2 separate regions of the Pan troglodytes genome follow, and region 2 is linked to region 1. A link is a contact called in public HiChIP or PLAC-seq data. All regions are on one chromosome and are shown on one strand. The core of a region is the stretch at or near the end of the contact, and the rest is flanking DNA. Distances in the headings are between cores, read along the strand shown. Region 1 holds the start of NFYB (nuclear transcription factor Y subunit beta). Region 2 holds the start of TXNRD1 (thioredoxin reductase 1).

Region 1 (5,316 bases), core at 1,015-3,514:
ATCTGAGAATATAATGCTTTTCAATTAAGAATCTCAGATTATACTGTAATGAAGATACATTCTGCACTGAGAAGATATCAAAAAAGCAACACAATCAAGACCCTTATTTATAATTTTGAAGCACCACCATTTTTGACTAAAATTGCATCGAAATAGCACTTCAGTCTCACTGTAAGGCATAAATAGCTGAACAAATTAGTACCAATTGCTGTGTTACAAGTTTCATTCCTCATTTGCTCCATTCTTTCTCAAAGGAAACAATTAAATGGGGGAGGGGTAGGATGCCAAAACAAAAACACATCCTTTCAGTGTTAATTTTAAAGGGAGAAGATATACTGATACGCATCCAAGCATGAAATCTAGCAAACAGCAGAAAAAATTGTAGCCACTGAATTGAAAGTTTTTAATGCCACTAAAAGGGTCCAGGTAGCAAAAACTGCTTGACGTTTGCTATAATATTAAAAGTAATTTATAATTTCTTTTCAAATATTAATAGTATCCTCTAACCCCAAAACTGCTCAGAAAAGTCCTTCCTTGTAACGAGAAGTGTTATTTTTTAAAGAGTGTCTTTGAAAAAATAAGCCCTCAGAACACTTAAAACATGGGAGCTATATTTATGTATTTTGCTTGGAATGGGGGAGGGGGGTGTGGGCAGGGAGTCATACCACACCACACTCACTCACCCAAATAGTTGATTCAGTATATATTTAGACTCAGTACATTAAAGAAAAACACTGTCACCTCATATGGTATATATTTTCTTAAGGGCAGGTTGATATATGTAAAAGCTCAAGGGAATGCATACATCTGTTTAATGTTTTAAGAAATGCAAATTTGTATCCAAGAAAAGCAGTAGTCCCTTCCTCCACCCTCCATTCTTTGGCATCAACAACCAGAGTTTTGCATCAATATACAGTAATCCTTAAATTAAGATACAAGAGCAATGCAGGGAAGGAATAATTTGCCTTTTAAGGAATTTTGGTTAAACTTTCAATACTTTACAAATAAAACCCCCACTGATTAGTGCCACTGATATTGATCCTTTTGCTTTCATCACTTTATGTTGCTGATTAGTTTCCATACTAAGAGAGATGAAACCACCCCAGTGATTTGTAGCACGAACCACGCAACTATGGGGTCCATGCGGGTTAGTGGGATGCCATTTTTTTTAAAGGTCGCAGGCTACCTAACCTTGTTTAAATTATCCTGTTAGAGTGCTTTGGGCGAGATTACGATTTGTGGGTGCTCTGTAATTCTTTGTTCTCTAAGACTACCGTTCCTTAAGGCCCTGCATATCCTCCCGCCTCCCACCACTAATGATTAAAACCTTAGTCCAATCCGAAGGGCTTCCTTCCCACCTTCGGGGCAAGTCCAGGGACCGCAAGCCGCCAGATGGCTGCATTCTTTACGCGCAAACCAGGCTGCGGGGAAGCTAAAGCCATGCCTTCCTCCCCACGCAGGTGCCTGGGTGGCCCCGGCCCCACGGCCCGGTCCCGGCGACCTGTCAGCCCTGCGAGTGCCAGGAGGCAGGCCCCCAGAGCTCATCCCCTGACTCGCCCGGCCGCCCCGGCCCCGCGCCCAACGCCTGCCTCCCACCCGCCGCGCGGCCCCCGGGATGTGCGGGCAGACAAAGCGCCGGGCCCCGCCACAGCCCCGCGGGCGGGAGGGGGGCGCCCCCGGGGACTCGCGCCGCGGCCGGGGCTACGGGGCCAGGGCCCGGGCCGCGTCTCCCGCCCCTCGGCCGGCTCCCCGCACAAAATGGAGCCGGCCCGGGACGCCGTCGAGCGCGGGGCCCCGACGCAGCCCCGCGGCCCCTCCTCGGCCCCGGGCCCGGAGCTCAACGGCGGCGAGGGTAAGGTGGCCTGGCCCGCGTCCCGCCGCTCCTCTGCCCGGCGCACAAAGAGCCGCGCCGCGGCCCCGCGCCCGCTCCCCGGCCCGGCCCGCTGCGGGAGCGGCCTCGCAGGCGCGGGCCCCGGCCTCGGCCCGCGCGGGAGGGCGGGAGGCGAGTGCCCCCGGCCGCGGCGGCGTTGGCGGCGGGGACGGCGCCGGGAGGAGACGGACATTTCATTCGAGCTAAAGTGGAGTCGGTTTAGGAGCGATCATTGGCCGAAGCGAGACACAAACCTCCAATGCAGCCCTGGTTGGCTCCCGTCTCCAATCGGCTGTTTGGTTGGACAGAAAATGGCTGCGAAGGAACCAGTCCCAGCGCGGAGCTCCGCTTCCAGGACTCGGCCTCCCCTCCCTCCGCCGCGGGCCGCTTCCCTCGGCGCGACACCCTCCCTCCGCGCCGCCCGCGCGCCCGCCCGCCGCGGCCCCGCCCCGCCCCGCCCCACCCCCGGCCCCGCCCCACCCCCGCCCCGCCCCCGGCCCAGTCCCGCGTTCCTGTGAGGCCGCCGCGTCGCTCCGTATGCCGCTCTTCTAGGCGCGAGGTCTTCCAGGGCGCTACCCGGGCGCGCCGTTCGGGTCTAGGCGGGCCTCCTTCCCGGTGCTGACCCGGGCCTGTGCGAAGCGGGATCTCTCGGGCGTCCCTCTCTTTGTCACCCCTTCCCCCGCCACGTGGAGGTGCCTCAGCCGCCTGAGCTCAGCCTGCCTGCGCCTGGATTTTTAAGAAGGGGAAACCAAGGACAGAAGCCGCCCCCTAGGACGACGCGCCTGAGCCACCGGGAGGGTCTGAACGGCGGGGGCCTCCTGGAGCGCCTTCAGCGCCTCGTGTTTTCTTTCCTTGGGTCCCTGTTAGCGTCGCCGCATGCACAGCGCTCCCTGTCATTTGGTCCCTGAGCTTGGGTGTTTTTCACATTTCATCTAAAGATGCAGACCCCTGCTAAGTCTAGCCAGCCTTCACCCTGAATCTTGAACTTAAGATGCTGCATTTTCCACCCACCCCCACCCCTCTAGTAGCTGCAGATTGACAAGCGGCTTTTCCCAACCAGATGACATTTTGGCTGCAAGAATCCGTGGCCCGTTCTTGCCTCTGTGCAGCCAAGCTCCTTCGCTGTCTTTCTCAAACTGCAGTCCTGAGTCCAGCTTCGCTTAGCAGTGACCATCCCAGAGGTGGGTAATCCAACACTGGATCCACTCACTGCAACCGGAGCTGGGGATGGCATGCCCTCTGCTTCCACTAACCGAGTGGCCTGCACCACATTAAACTCTCCAGCTTTGATTATGTAAAAATACAGAGATCTTTTATTTATAGAGTTCCTACTGTTTCTCAGAGTATTTAAACATTTCTGCGGCAAGTATGGAAGAAAAGACAAATGAAAGCCCCAAATTGTGACAAGAGGAGTAAGTAGCAATGCCACTGTCATCAGACAACCTGACTTGAATTCCAACCCCCCTTCTTACTGGCTTGTGATCTTGGCCAAATGTCTGCTTCTCAGGGTTGTTTGGGATAATGTATACATAGAAAGCCCTTTAAAAAAAAAAAAAAGTTATCCCAGCACTTTGGGAGGCCGAAGCAGGCCGATCATCTGAGGTCAGGAGTTCGAGACCAGCCTGACTAACATGGCGAAACCCGGTCTCTACTAAAAATACAAAAATTAGCCGGGCGTGGTGGTGGGCGCCTGTAATCCCAACTACTCAGGAGGCTGAGGCAGGAGAATCGCTTGAACCCGGGAGGCAGAGGTTGCAGTGAGCCGAGATCACACCATTGCACTCCAGCCTAGGTGACACAGCAAGACTCCATCTCAAAAAAAAAAAAAAAGTTATCCTAAGATCTTTATATAGCATGAATTTCTTCAATCTCCATCAAACATTTAAAAGGTGTTATTTGCTTAAAAAAAAGAAAAAAGAAAAAATTGGCCTGAGTTTAATTTCTCCCTTTCTCTATGCTTACCCATAAAGTGGAGATTAAGGAGTGAAATGATGTGTTCAAAGGTTCAAAGGCAGGAAATATAAAGTAATAGAATTGGGAGAAGGGGCTGGGCATGGTGGCTCACGCCTGTAATCCCAGCACTTTGGGAAGCCAAGGCAGGCCGATCACCTGAGGTCGGGAGTTCGAGACCAGCCTGACCAACATGGAGAAACCCCGTCTGTACTAAAAAATACAAAATTAGCCGGGCGTGGTGGCGCATGCCTGTAATCCCAGCTACTCGAGAGGCTGAGACAGGAGAATCACTTGAACCCAGGAGGCGGAGGTTGCGGTGAGCCGAGATCGCGCCATTGCACTCCAGCCTGGGCGACAAGAATGAAACTCTGTCTCAAAAAAGAAAAAAAAAAAAAAAAAAAGAATTGGGAGAAAGATGACTAATCCTTCTCCCAATTCTGGATGGTGAACCAAAAGATGTGAAGATGACTACTTTTCTGAGTTAATAGTTTATCATTTCAGTACTGTGGATCTAAACTACGTGCTTAATTCAAATTCCACTAAAAGGTAATATCAGCTCCTACATTCTGCAGGCATTGTACTAGGAGCCCAAGGGCTACAAAGGTGAATGAATCACTCTCCTTACCCTGAGGAGCCAGAACTCTAGGAGAAATGGAACCCGGTCCACATCCCCTCTGCAGTTGGATCCTAGGTCATCCTGCCTTGACAACCAACCTGTGTTCTCTGTTTCTTCTGTGTCCTCTGTTTCTTCTGTGTCTATTTCAGGAAGCCCCCAATAAATGTTAACCATTTTTCTGATGACTTGGTGAAAGAGGAAGGCCAAGATCATAATTTAGTCTTGGAAAAAACACTGCAGCTAACCTAGTCTTTGCATTCAAAGTCAGAGACAGGTAATTGAGTGTCTTTATTTCGAGTCTGTACACCACAGCTGCCAGTTAGTTCATATCGCCATTTCTCTAGGCATCATAATTAAGCAAACAATGAAACAGAATCCCTGGCCCCATGAAGACTTCACAGTTTTTACTTCATCACTTCAATGAGGTCTCGTAAAATTCCCATGAGGACAGTGTCTAGTAGAATATTGTCTCCACTTCCACCTTCCTGATTCTTCTCTTGCTCCACTCTTCTCAATCCATTCTATGCACTGAGGCCTAGAAGGATCTGGCTTCAGCTTCCCTCTCCCACCCGGCTTGTGGCTCTTCCTCAACCCTGACCTCACCACCCTCTAGACCCACTGGCCTATGCATTGCTCCTCACACACGCACCAGCCTTAAGATCCTCACTGGCTTCTTTTCATCACTGAGGTCTTGCCCCTTCAATGAGGGACTTCCCTGATCCCTTCTTCTTAAGTAGCCCCACCCAGTTACTCTCTATCCTGTCATCCAGCTATATTATTCTATGTAAAAGTAAATATGATTATATTTGCTCCAATACCCTTAGCCTAACTGGATTATCTTGTTTATTTGTTGGCTATAAGTACATATATCTAAAAT
Region 2 (5,316 bases), core at 1,608-4,107, 150 kb after region 1:
ATTAGAAGTTTGAGGAAAGAGGGATACGTGTGAAACTGTCATTTTGGATCCTGAGAAAACAAATATTCCAGGGATGCAAAGGATTGCTGGGCAACATTGAGGATACATTTGAAGTTTGTGGTCTTAACTTTAAAGTGAAATCACTTTTAATTTCTGTGTTTCCTTCAGCAATGTTTCCTGCTTTAAGTGGAGTACAGAATATGTGGACAGCTAGGTTCAGCAAGGGTGGGCCTTGCCATGTCAACGCGACTGAGAAGCTTGGACTTCATATTGAGGGCCCTAGAGAGCTACTGAAGGTTTGAGTAAAGAAGATTTAGGTGTTAGAAAGATTATTCTAGCTCAGTATGGTGTGTGTGTGTGTGTATGAGAGAAAGGCTTATTATAGGTAGAACAGTAGTTTAATACAATAGGAGCCTTTATCAAACACCTGCATAAATTTGTTGTAGCTTAGATGACAGTTCAGGAACATAGAGAGGTCTATTTCCAGCATTTTCTGAGTACCTACTATATACCAGGTTCTGTAAAGACAAAATAAACAAAGGTTTGCCTATCCAAAGCTCTTGTAGAAGATTTGTAATTATTATTAGGTATTTGGGGGACAAAGAAGAGGGAAGGAGCAATTAACACTGGGTGAAAATCCAGGAAGACTCCCAGAGGAGGTGACATTTCAGATGAGCTTTGAAGGACTAGGCCCTTAGGGAGGGAAGATAATTCTGAAAAGGAAGAATGAGCCCAGTCAAGAGATGCAAAATGTATGATTAAAACATTTTATGTTTATGATTTGCTACGGCCAGGCACGGTGGCTCACACCTGTAATCCCAGCACTTTGGGAGGCTGAAGCAGACGGATCCCTTGAGGCTAGGAGTTTGACCATCCTGGCCAACGTGTTGAAACCCCATTTCTACTAAAAATACAAAAAATTAGCCAGGTGTGGTGGTGCATGCCTGTAGTCCCAGCTACTTGGGAGGCTGAGGCATGAGAATCGCTGGAAGCAGGGAGGTGGAGGTTGCAGTGAGCTGAGATGCGCCACTGCACTCCAGCCACAGCAACAGAGCAAGAGACTGTCAAACAAACAAACAAACAAATAAATAAATAAATTGCTGCATGGTGAGAAATGGTGGAAGAAGATGAGGTTCTTCTTCCGTTAACCAGCAACTAAATAGAACTAAGGAGTTTTTCCTCTAGAATTCACGACAAGGGTAAGGCATCTGGGCTATTAACAGCAGCAAGAAGGATTTGAAAGAAAAGAAGATGGTTTTAAAATGGTGATTTTAATTTAAAGAAAAATAACTACATGGTGCTACTCTGGGCATCTTTGCTATAATTTGCTCACTTAGGAACAATGTGAAGTTAAAATGCCTTATCTAGCCTGTTTTGGAATGCCGTTAGAAAATATTAATTATAATCACTCTGAGCTGTCTATACAAGATGCTTTTAATGGCAAGCCTCTTCAAATCAATCCTTATTACTTGCTTTTAGTACATTATTTCAAGTTAAATGATCCTTCTGTGTCCTAAGTCATGCTTTTGAAATAAGGTGTATTTTCAATATATTTCTAAGAATGAGGAGTTTATGACCCTGGTTCATGGGTCATTGGGTAGACTAAATGAGATAAAGGCATATAAAATGATTAATACAGAACTTGGCTTGGGAGCCAGGAGTAAATGTTTTGTGTTCTCCCTTAGACCCAGTCTTTTCATGTTTTTCCTTCTTTCCTCCTTAAATCACATTGTTTCCTCAACACCCATGTACTAGATCCATTCTCTGTTCTAGGGACTCCAGAATCAGGTGAAACACTCATGTCAATAATCAAACACTCATGTCAATAATCACCTTATAGGGGAAGTGTCAAGTTAGTGTGTGTAGTGTGTGTGTGTGCCCATTTAGAGGGTGAAGAAGCTAAATCAAGCCTCTGAGTTTCACCTTGGAAGGGCCTGGCAGGACCTGGCAGTGGTTGCCTGTTTGTTTAGAGGGAGTGTGGCTTCTACTGGCTGTTAGGAGCCCGCAACGCTCTCACCTGAGACTGCTTCAATCTGGCATTATCAAAGAAGTGGGAAAGACATTCATTCCTTCCTTCATTCAGTTATTATGTATTTATTCAGCAAATATTCATAGCCTGCTAGTGCACAGTGCTGAATAAGAACATGAGTAAGAGCAGGGAAGCATGAGAGAGCATGGCTCACCTTAGTAGCTGCAGGTGGCTGGGTGCAGCTGGAGTTAAAAGACACTCTGAGTTTTTCTTAAAAAAAACAATAAATACCAAACTTAGAATCTGATAAGGAAGAGGTGCTCTCAGGGGAAGTTAGGTGTGTTCCTAAGAATTTGTCATTTCTTTTCAGGATTAGTCAGGATGAACTAGACATTTCTTTTCAAAAGCCTAATAACTTCCTTTAGGGAACTGCCAAACTGACTAATCCATGACCTTAAGGCAGTGGGTCCCAAACTTTGCTGCCAACTCGAATCACCTTTGGAGTTTTTTTTTTTTTTTTTTTTTTTTTTTAAACGCAGAGGCCCAGGTCACACTCCACACCAATGACATCAGAATGTCTAGGGGTGGGAGCCAGGCACCAGGATTCTAAAGACCCTCACGTGATGACAACAGCTAGCAAAGTTCTGTAGCTACTGCCTTAGGGCGTAGTCTAATTTCTTCAGTAAAAACACACTTATTCCAAATTTGGTTCCAGAATTGCCTTAAATTGTTTTTGCTCTGTTCTTAGGTTGGGGGCGGCTATGAGCAGGCAGAGGATGTGGTGTCACCCAATTAGGAGCTCTCAGCTTACTAGGCCAATTAGCATAGGTTGCCAGGGCTGCACGAGGAGTGGATTTCTGCTTTGTCATTCTGACTCTGGCAGTTACCCCGCCCGCTCGGCGCAGGGCGTGGCTTCTCGTAGCCATTAGGAAACAGCAACCGTTTCACCTCAGTTTTCTTCACTCCGGCATTTGCAGCAGAGCGAAAGGTGGTCGAGTCCTGAAGGAGGGCCTGATGTCTTCATCATTCTCAAATTCTTGTAAGCTCTGCGTCGGGTGAAACCAGACAAAGCCGCGAGCCCAGGGATGGGAGCACGCGGGGGGACGGCCTGCCGGCGGGGAAGACAGCATTGCGCCTGGGTGCAGCAGTGTGCGTCTCCGGGAAGGGAAGATATTTTAAGGCGTGTCTGAGCAGACGGGGAGGCTTTTCCAAACCCAGGCAGCTTCGTGGCGTGTGCGGTTTCGACCCAGTCACACAAAGCTTCAGCATGTGGTAGGTGAGGCCGGCGCCTGTAGGCTGGCGGTTTCCTTCCTCTTGGTCTTTGTAGAGACAGTTTGCAGAACAGCGGAGAAAATGGGTATTGTATCGTTTCTTACAGAGTCCGAGTCTTGAAATGTAGATGACAATGTGTTGAGTGGACTGACAGATCCTTGAGAACATTAAGAAAGTATAACTATGTAAGAATGCTTCTCTAGGAATTTTCACACCATTTAATCCTCAGAAATCCTGAGACGTTGGCAAAACACATGGGGTCTCCATGTTTTTACAAGTGGGGAAAGCAAGGCTCAGAAAGATCAAGTGGCGTGCCCAGCTGGACACAGACTATTAAATGGGGCGGCGACGACGACCCCAGGGCTTCCTCACTCTCTCAGGCAGTACAGGATAGTGATTAAACGCGTCGACCACATTGCCTGGGTTTGAATCCTGCCGCTGCTTTTGAGTAGCTCCTTGAGCTTGGACAAGTTTCTTAGCTTTTCTGTACCTGTTTCCCTCTCTGTAAGTTGGGCCTGGTAATACTTACTTGTAGAGTGGTTGTGAAGTTGAAATGTAAATATATGTGAAGCAGTATAGACATGTTAGCTACTATTATTACAATTAAGCAGCTATACTTTGTTTTTTGTTTTTTGTTGGTTTTTTTGTTTGTTTGTTTTTTGAGACGGAGTCTCATTCTGTCGCCCAGGCTGGAGTGCAGTGGCACGATCTGGGCTCACTGCAACCTTCGCCCCCTGGGTTCAAGCGATTCTCCTGCCTCAGCCTCCTGAGTAGCTGGGATTACAGGCACCTGCCACCGCGCCCGGCTAATTTTTGTATTTTTAGTAGAGACAGGGTTTCACCATCTTGGCCAGGCTGGTCTTGAACTCCTGACCTCATGATCCACCCGCCTCGGCCTCCCAAATAAGCAGCTATACTTTTGAATGTTGGCGTGATTTATGTCTAATGAATAGGCCTCATGTCAGTGTAACTGTGGAATCTGTATGTTCCACTGAGTTCACCCCTTTGTGAAATTTTACCATTAGTGCCTAGTTTCATCTGTAGCGTTGTGTATTGCTTCAGGATTCTTTTTAAGAATGCACCAGGTAGGCAGAGTGTTCTTAATTTTGCTCCACGGTTTCAAATGTCAAGGAAACGTTGGAAGTTGGATTTTGGCATTCAGTATAGATGCAGAGTTGAAAGCAAGATCAAACTGGGAGGTGTTTTGTGAAAGTTGAGATAAACGTGTATTAAGCTTCTTTTTTGAAGCTTTTCTGAATTGGGGATTTACCGGGAAAGTAGGACGTTTAATTTTAGCGGAGTAGTGCAATGATTTAACCCTGACTACAACTCTGACGTTTACAGCTAGCCTTGAGGCCATGTTTTCAGCCAGTGTGCGGATTTGCCGGGGTCAGACTCCAAGCTTGATTGTGAGTTCTAGCCTTTGTCAGAAATGCAGCAAGTCATGCTAACTTGCAAGGGAGTCAACAGAGGGCACGCGGTGCCTGCGGGGCCGGGACGGAAGCCCCGCCCCCTGCGCAGTTCCCGCCTGTTAGCGGGGGAGAAGCACCTTACACGCTCCGCTCTGCTTTTGTGCCACACAGAGGACGGTCGGGCCCTGGAAGGAACGCTCTCGGAATTGGCCGCGGAAACCGATCTGCCCGTTGTGTTTGTGAAACAGAGAAAGATAGGCGGCCATGGTCCAACCTTGAAGGTAGGAGAGAGTAACGTATCTTTTTAAACGGGGGATGAGCTGGTTGAGCTCAGCGTGGTCACAGCCTGCCTTTTAAAGCCAGCGTGGATGTGACCCTCCAAACGGGACGCAGCGCTGGGAAATGACGAAAAAACGCTCGTGGGCTAGCGCATGTGTTAATCGAAGTTGATGAGACGTTGGACAAATTTCACATCTCGGGAAACTTGAAATTTCTAACGCTTTTCATCTTTTAAAATAGCTTTTTTAAAATGTCCTTTTTCTCCTATTTCCCCTTCCTCTTTCCCTCCCAGTTGTAAATAAAATTTTTTAGCAGCAATGTAATCTGCTAAATGTTAGTTGTTTAGGGAAGTCCTGAGAAAAGGGGATCAGGAAATGCTTATCT

The links. HiChIP or PLAC-seq counts read pairs in DNA pulled down with a chosen protein or histone mark.
Region 2: an H3K4me3 HiChIP or PLAC-seq map of stem cell-derived excitatory neurons shows a contact between it and region 1, with 6 times the contacts expected there. The contact joins the promoter of TXNRD1 here to the promoter of NFYB in region 1. A contact is called at or near these places in 1 of 7 Hi-C or Micro-C datasets (stem cell-derived neural progenitor cells) and 1 of 1 datasets of contacts at active chromatin or transcription factors (stem cell-derived excitatory neurons).

The regions. Positions count from the first base shown.
Region 1 is chr10:110,945,272-110,950,587 of NHGRI_mPanTro3-v2.0_pri, forward strand. It overlaps NFYB (nuclear transcription factor Y subunit beta), which reads right to left and starts at 2,265. Exons shown (of 6, transcript XM_054664631.2): 1 at 2,125-2,265.
Region 2 is chr10:111,094,441-111,099,756 of NHGRI_mPanTro3-v2.0_pri, forward strand. TXNRD1 (thioredoxin reductase 1) reads left to right here and starts at 2,858. Exons shown (of 15, transcript NM_001122669.2): 1 at 2,858-3,008; 2 at 4,825-4,934.